Linked DNA regions of Rattus norvegicus: region 1 is linked to region 2. A link is a contact called in public Hi-C data. All regions are on one chromosome and are shown on one strand. The core of a region is the stretch at or near the end of the contact, and the rest is flanking DNA. Distances in the headings are between cores, read along the strand shown.

The links. Hi-C and Micro-C count contacts between places; a contact is called where the count stands out from the background.
Region 1: a Hi-C map of liver shows a contact between it and region 2, with 2.9 times the contacts expected there. The contact joins the promoter of Cldn1 here to the enhancer-like site in region 2. A contact is called at or near these places in 3 of 12 Hi-C or Micro-C datasets (kidney and liver).

Annotation. Positions count from the first base shown.
Region 1 is chr11:87,923,542-87,927,655 of GRCr8, forward strand. Cldn1 (claudin 1) reads left to right here and starts at 2,835. Exons shown (of 4, transcript NM_031699.3): 1 at 2,835-3,236. The coding sequence starts at 3,014.
Region 2 is chr11:87,588,904-87,593,038 of GRCr8, forward strand. All of the region lies in intron 8 of Il1rap (interleukin 1 receptor accessory protein), which reads right to left. LOC120095686 (a long non-coding RNA gene) reads left to right here. Exons shown (of 7, transcript XR_005491433.2): 7 at 1-2,416. Among named protein-coding and RNA genes, the nearest start is that of Il1rap, 110 kb to the right of the region's middle. Within about 2 kb of position 1,763, at least 29 of the 93 cell types and tissues checked have an H3K27ac peak or open chromatin away from gene starts, as enhancers often do. A contact at or near this core is called in liver, where this site is marked.

The sequences.
Region 1 (4,114 bases), core at 1,585-4,084, 340 kb after region 2:
CTGTGGGTGTGTGGTGTGTGTCTGTGCATGTGTCTCTGTGTGTGTCTGTGTGTATGTGTGTGTCTGTCTGTATCTCTCTCTCTCTCTCTCTCTCTCTGTGTGTGTGTGTGTGTGTGTGTGTGTGTGTGTGTGTGTCTGCTGGTCCTCAGGGTCATCCCAGAGTCCAAGCTTCAATCATGTAAGTATGTATGTGCAATAGCTGGAGGGCTCTTTGCTGCTAGCTTACACACCTTCCTCAGCAGCACTAACAACCTTCCAGGCTGGGTCTCAGGACATCCCAGATAATAGCCTCTATTGGAAAGCAACAAAGACAAGGAAGGGACTATCATGGAACAATATAGTTCCCACGGCCTGGACCAAGGAGGAGGAAGTATCCACTTGTGCTCAGTGTGCTTGGTACATCTGGAGAAATACTATAGGTTCAAGGCCTGGCCTCCAGAGCAGAGTTGCCATGTGGGATGTCAACACTGCATATTACCAAATGTGATCCTTAGGTAAGCAATGTGACCTCTTATTCTGTTTCCGTCACATAGAGGCAAGGTAGCACTCAAGAGACTGAGCCTAGACCTTGACAAGGTTGTACGGCTCACAAGTGTAGGCTGTGATCAGGTGATGACCGAGAAATCCATTCATACTACTATTGATTGCAAAACCAAGACAGAGAAAAGGAAGAATTTACATGCAGGCACATGGCAGAATTTTTCTTTAGACTGTACCAGAATTTTGACCACACCACTGGCAGTCTTACCAGAATCTTCTGAATCATGTTATTGCTTTTATTATTTATGCTTTATATATGAAAAGCCGATGTCTCTGGGTTGTTTTTCTTCTCAAATTAATGGATTTACAGTGAGCTATTATCTCATCTGTTGCTCCTCTGAGGCTAGGGACAGAAAACTAGACAGGATTAGGCTGTCGAGGTGAGCGCAGAACAGCGGAGTGGGAAGCTCACCGCAGCCTCCCAAATACAGTTGTGGGCAGCGAAATAGTCAGTCTCACACAGACCTGGATTAAAAGCAAAACAAAAACAAAACAGAATCCATGCCTCGAATTCCGTGCCAATTGCAGCTTGAGAGAAATGGGTCCTAAGGCACAACTATATTGAATGAATTCAAATCCTATTTTTGAAAGGGGCTCTGAAAAACTGCAGCAGAAATTGATACGATCATATGACACTGCACAGGTCTTCGGGGAATTCTGTGTTCCAAGCATGATTGACGTTTTATCTTCCCTGACAGACACTAGATACCAGGGGAATATTCCTCTGACTCCACAGAGAGGTACTGAAGTACTACCGCAGGGCCTCAGGGCACGAGCCTGCCAAGGCCTTGCCTACCTACAGATCTTATTTAGGGATCCTTTGTGTTTGAAAAAGCTGAGAGCAGAACCTAGACAATGAGCCCTTGTTTAAATCTCGCTATCTCCAATCTGAGTCCTGTAGTCCTTATACTCCCTAAGTCCCTGACAACACCAGATCTGGGTTTTTATCCCTAAGCTGGTCTGAAAAGAACAGCCAGCACGGGAGTGAGGGTGGTAGGGCTTCTTTGGTTATTGGTGGTTTTATTTTGTTTTTAATGTTTCTACCTGGTGGCAGGCTAGTACTTTTCTTAGCATGTATGGAAGCATCCCTTGTTTTCATTCGTATGTTTATTTCGGCCTTAGATTCTCCTGTTTTTTACTAAAGCCGTAGAAGCTTCTCTTTCCACCACACTCACACCACAGACAAAATAATAGCTGAGAAAACATTTTAATTATTCTCAACCGCAACGTGGGCTTCTGAGTAGCAGCAAACAAGAAAGCTGTATAGACCGGGAGAGGGCAGCTAGAGGCTGCCTAGATCAAAGCCTGCAGAGATGGTTTAACCATTACTGCCTGGTCGGAAGCCAGAGCGCTGAAAAGATACATCATCCAAGCGTGGCTCTTTCACCTGGGAGAGACTGGGGGGGAACTGGCTGGATTCCATCTGATAAGTCTTCACTGCTCGAGCACCTCGAATATGGAGCTGCTAGGCTAAGGAAATTGTTTTAAGGAAAAGGTAGGTGTGTGAGTGTGTGCATGTGCGTGTCTCTCTCTCTCTCTGTGTGTGTGTGTGTGTGTGTGTGTGTGTGTGTGTATGCGCGCGCGCATGAGAGCGCACGAGCATTGGATGTAGTCGATAGTGAGCTGCATTTTCAAAAGGAAGATTAAAAACTAAAAGGATATATATTTTTTCCTAAAAATGCGGTGGGAAGCACACAGATCTGAGAACTAAGTTCTGGATATACTAGAAACCTGCCCTGTGGCACTCTCTGGGTAGCTCTTCCCTGATCTCCAATGCGCCTGGGAGAAATGGGAGAGAAATCTAATGGAATAATCTTGAAGAACAGAGGGGAACACCAGGCCCAAAAATGAAAGAGGAGGAAGCTAATCAAACAAGAGGTGCCCTGAGGAGGAAGGGAATACCGAAGTATCAAGTTAGTTGTATTCCTGAATAAAATATTGAGACGATATTAAAAATGAAAATAGGTTTTTTATCTCCCTCCAGTTTTTTCATCTTTATGGGTTTTTTTGCATTTACACAGATGTAATTTTTGTATTAACTACCGGGTGAAATGAAGAAAATGCCTACCAAGTGCTAGGAGAGACATGAGGAGGAGCGGGTAGGGAAGCCTGATTCTTTTCAGTTGGTCCCCAGGTCGCTCAAAAGTCATCCGCGACCACGCAGGAGGCCTGCGAGGACCCTTGTGGGGATTTGGCCACGAAACCACCAGGGGGCGCTGCATGCCGGGAGGGGCGGAGCTGCTTTAAATCGCAGCGCCGGGCGGTTTGGTGTCCCAGAGAACTCCACCACTTCTCACTTCCAGACTCCACCACCGACCCGGACCAGAAGCCAGGAGCCTCGCCCGCAGCCGCACAGGGAGCAGGGGTATCAGCGCTAACCTCCTGGCTGAGACTCCATCACCTTCGGGGAGCCCAAGCGCGCACTTTGCAAACTCCGCTTTCTGCACCTGCCACTGAGCCTCAGAAAAGAGCCATGGCCAACGCGGGGTTGCAGCTTCTGGGTTTCATCCTGGCTTCGCTGGGATGGATCGGCTCTATCGTCAGCACTGCCCTGCCCCAATGGAAGATTTACTCCTATGCTGGGGACAACATCGTGACTGCTCAGGCCATCTACGAGGGACTGTGGATGTCCTGCGTTTCGCAAAGCACCGGGCAGATACAGTGCAAAGTCTTCGACTCCTTGCTGAATCTGAATAGTGAGTGCACCCTCATCCTCCAATCCTCTCCACTCTCCCCAGCCCTCTCTATCCCCACTCCCCAGCCTCGGAGCCCTTGTCCTCTGTAGTAGCTTCATTCAGCCAGAGCTGCCCTGGGATTATAGGAGGCTAACCTCAAAGTTGGTCAAGGCTTCTCAGCATGTGTTCTGTTGGTCTGTTGTGAGAAAGCAGAGAGAACCGAGAACCAGAGCTTCAGGTCAAAGCCCTAGATTTGCCTCTAAGTCTCTCTGCTTGGCACCCTCTGCCCTTTTAGGTGTGATTTTTTTCCCCATCAAATTCCAATCAAGGTGGGGGAGATTGGGAGAATGAAGACCACTGTGTAACTTAGACTTTTGGGCTTATTCTGCACATTCATTCTAGGAGGGTTTGAACAAGAAAATGGCACACTTTATAGGTTTTCAAGCCTTGAGTGGATTTTTTTTTTTTTACTTGTTTCAAGACTTTTTCCAAGTCACAGTTAAGGTTTACTCTTTCGGTCTTTTGGGTTTCCTCCTTGAAGAACCACTTGAGATCCACCCCCACCCCCACTCCGCTCCCCCAAAGGCTTAGGATCTGCAGAAGAGTCAGCTTCTGCAGTACAAGTTTAGAATGAGACCGGGGGGGGGGGGGGGGGCTGGTGGCATCTGGGGAGTGGGTCACTAAAGAGAATGATTCTGAATAACCCCGGCGGCATGTCGAAGAAAGGTTATTCTCACGTTTTGCCTTCTGTAAAGGAATGTCTGTGCACTGATGGACTGCTCCTCATATGTAAAGTGAGAAAGGCATGTGTAGGCAGGGACATTTCTACTGATTCTAGAAAGACAGGTGATAAAATGTGTTCGCCTTCACTTTCGGCTAAAACTTTTTTCAGTGCTCTG
Region 2 (4,135 bases), core at 513-3,012:
AACAGCATATTACTCTGTTTGTTTTTCACTCATTGGGTTAACCAAAGCAGCCCAGTGTTACAATCGATGGCGGAAACATCATTCACTCGCGATTTTGGCTGAGGCGCTGCAGCTGAAGAATCTGAGAAAGATGTGTTTGCTTGGATAGGAAGCAGGAGTTAGTATTGGTTGGTTTGCTAATGACTTCCTTGGCATGTATATGACAGGAGCTTGGGAGACAGAACCATGAGGAGACAGGAAGGGCTAAAAATCTAATGCAGGGAAGTAAAGAAGTAAGGGAGTAATTCATTTGGTTAATTTAAAAATTCCTACTGGTGCTTTTTCAAAGCGGATGGTGTGATGGGCTGAATATGGAGTAAGACTGTGGTAGGCGGGCTCTAATAGTCGCGAGGCAGCATAGAGAAAGCTGCTGTAAGCATCCGAGCAGTGTAGGTCCCAAGTGTCTGCTAGGACAAGGTGTGGGAGAATCTTCTCCAGGGCTAGACTGCTTTCCAGGTTCTCGAAAAGTATACATATCTTTGAGTAATGCAGTCATGGTGTTAGATTATTGATCATAGGCTGGAGGGATGGGCACGACCTTTAAGACAATATTTCATCCCAATGCAAACATGGTATGCATCCTGGAGCTGAGTCCAAACTTCTCAAACTTAGAGATGAATCTTTAACTTTCAAGTTCATTGACCTGACTCCAGTGTATCACATATCTAGTAGAGGGAATACTCTGGAACTGGCCAGTAGAGTGTTGTTACTAGCATGCTCCCATGCTGGCCTTAAGATAAGGACTTTTTTTTAAATGTGTGTTTTTCCAAATGTCAATAGAGGTCTTGCTTAATGACCAAAAGATCAATTACCCCATCAATTTCTCTCTGGCATCACGTATTTCTATTGCCTCTTTTATTTTACTTGGGTTTTCCAACTTTGTTCTGTATTACCATTGATGTGGTTCATATTTACAGACTGTGTTTTCTATAGTCGTTTTGCTAATGAACATTCCCTAATACCACATAATAACTGGCCCCTAAAAGAAATAATCCACTGAGCTTCCTGTTTTAAATGGCTGGAGCTGTGCACAGGCTGTGTTCTACAGGGCTGTCTTGTAAAACAGAGTGACCTTACAGGGAAGTGACCCTTGGTCTATACTTTGTGTCCTTCCTGCTCCGGGTCTTGGCATTCGGCACAATGATCGTACACTGATGCAATTTCAGACAAAAAAGTTTAAAAACAGAAAGGAATGATGCAATCTGCCCACGCTGGACTCCCGCTCTCATCGATTCCACTAAAGTCTCAATGAGAATGTAGCCAAATGCCGACATTTGCTTATTTTTACTCTCCAAATGAAAATTCACTTTGGTGTTCTGTATTAGTAATTGTCTCTAAAGTCCGTATGCCCAGTCAGCAATTGTTGTGAAAAGAATGCACAACCCCGAGCTAGCCCTGTCCCCTGTCGGGTTCTGGCTCTACAATCATCTTTGTCCTTGGCAACCCAAGTTATTTATCTTCACTGTTGCAGTTGGCTTATAATCTACTGAGTTTCCCCTCCACATGGCAGCAGCCAGGACTTTCAAATGTCCCCTGTTGTAGAGCCCAGAGCTAATCAGTACTAAATTCACCATGCATTTGAAAATTGTGATGACCATTGTCTGAAATGTTAACAAAAGAGTGCTTGATTAAAATGAAATCAAAACAGAGAACTCTGAATTGTCCTGAAAAATTGATGGGTGTGACAACCTCTGACCTTACTGTTGGTAATAGACGTAACTGATGTGGAACTGAAGTCACTCCAGTATCTAAAATAATATTGATTTGCTTTTCACATTGGAGAACTGGTAAGAGTAAGATAAGCCCATGATTATTGCATCTTTTTCTTTCTAAAAATTACCAAAGGTATATTTAGATATTTAGGTTCAGAAAAGAAAGTCAGTCATGAGAGTGTTTAATTTTTGCTATGACCTATAGTGAGAGATGAGAGTAGAGACTACTATGTTGAAGTTAACATTCTCACAAAATATAGCAGGCTCAGAATAATGACAAAACACAGGATAGGAAAAAAAATAAAAGCATCAATATCCAAAAGAAATAGCAAGTAAAAATAAGATTCAGACTTGTCAGGGATGATTTAACAACTAGGGAAGCACTTTAAAATTCACATTAAAATGTGTCTGTGGAGGCTTTTAAAAATGAACACTGTGAAGAGTAAACAGGAAGGATCAATGGAGACATTCAAGTAGAAGATGTGTTCGTCAAAATAGTATGAATCATATAGGACAAAATGAGTCACCTAGTCTCTGTAGGTTCTGAAAAGATTGTAAGGAAATAATAAACACAATCTATGACCGTATCTCCCAGTGGAGAAAGAGGGTGCATCCTTGAAAATAAGCAGAAAACTGACACGTGAAAGCTTTGTCTAAAAGAAAAAGAAGAAGAGAGAGAAAAGCAAAACATGTGACAACCACCTAATTTGGGAAGATCAGATAAAGATCAGCAGGTAAAAATCAATTAATTGTATTTCTATGCTTTATTGATAAGCAATTAGAGAGGAAAACTTAAAAATAAACTGGCAGCCTGAAATTACAATATTTAGAAACAAATTTGATAATATTCAATAAAGCCCTATATACCTCAAATATTTTCTGAAATTGATTAAATAAATTACTAAGACTATAAAAAGATCTGTTATCTTTAAGGAATGGTAGATGTAATATTGTTGTAATCAATATTCCTCACAAATTTAATTGAGTCCCAATCAAAATCCTAGCAGAATTTTATTTAGAAATTGATAAGTTGGTACTGAGATATGTAAGAAAAAATGTAGTTCCAAAGTAGTGAAATTATCTTGAAAAAGAAAAGAAGGTGCAGTGTTTCTGATTTAATAATTCAAATCTATATTAATAAAATGTTATTAGACTAAACACAGGCTAGATAATTAAGTCAATTGGTTAAAGGATGCAGAAGTCACAGAGGCATTGGGCTACATTTTCTACCTCATTTCAAGACAATTTAAGAAAAAAAATGTGAAACATGTTCAAAATGATGTCAGAACAAGCATTTCTGGGGAGAAAGAGAACAAAACCAATCTCAAACGTCAATCTGTAACGCATACCCTGAAAGCTGTAGTCTGCGATTGAACACAGCCTAAACAGAAGAGAGACATCTCTAAACAGAGCATAATCTCTTTTGATCTAACACAAAAGAGATTAGTGAGTACATAATTCAGAAAGTACCAATTCATAAAAAAAGAGACCAGCAAAACGAGCCTTTTCAAATTGTTTAGAATTTTGCTTATCAAAACATCAACTCATGCGGCCCAGTAGCTGCCTTTTTAGGGGACTGAAGTTCATTTCCCAGAACCTACATGGTAGTATACATTTGATCCAGTGGATCTGAGGTCTTTTTTCTAGCCTCTGAAGACACACACACACACACACACACACACACACACACACACACACACTTGTATATGTATATTTATACAGGTAAAATACTTGTGCACATAGGCAAAAACAAATCTTTCAAAAAATAAATAAATTCACAAGCTGGACGGAAGTAGCTAAGAATTTTATAGTTAACAAAGCATTGCATTCGGTGTTTGTATGTACAGGCATGCATATGCATGTACTGTATTGTATGTGCATGTGTAGTGTGAGTTATTCATCACCTTAACTTTCAAACAAATGATCTGGCTGAAAATGACTGAAGGCTTTTAATGGCTTTGCAGAAAGGATGGTTGTTAACCAATGAGCTTATACCAAAGCTTTCAACATCACCAATGCCTCAAAGACCAACTTCAATGAGTTGCAAACATTCATACACTACCATGACTAGAGTTACTGACAGTTGACATCTCCAAACACTGGTGAGAAAGGAGCGCATGTGAAGGTTCTGGGTACTGATGCTGGCAACGTGCAGTAGCAAACCTACTTGGCAACTGGCTTGGCGGCTTCTCGTATGATTAAGCACACCCATCTCCTTAGCTCTTGCCACTCTCTGATCGTAAAACAACTGCATGTTTAGACTTGACGTGCTTGCTTTGGCTCTCTCGTGTGTTTATGTAGTACTTTAAATAAATAAATGAAACGTGCTTGTTACAGTGAGTTCTTCCCATTCATGGGTTAACCGCTTCCTGTCAGGGATTCTG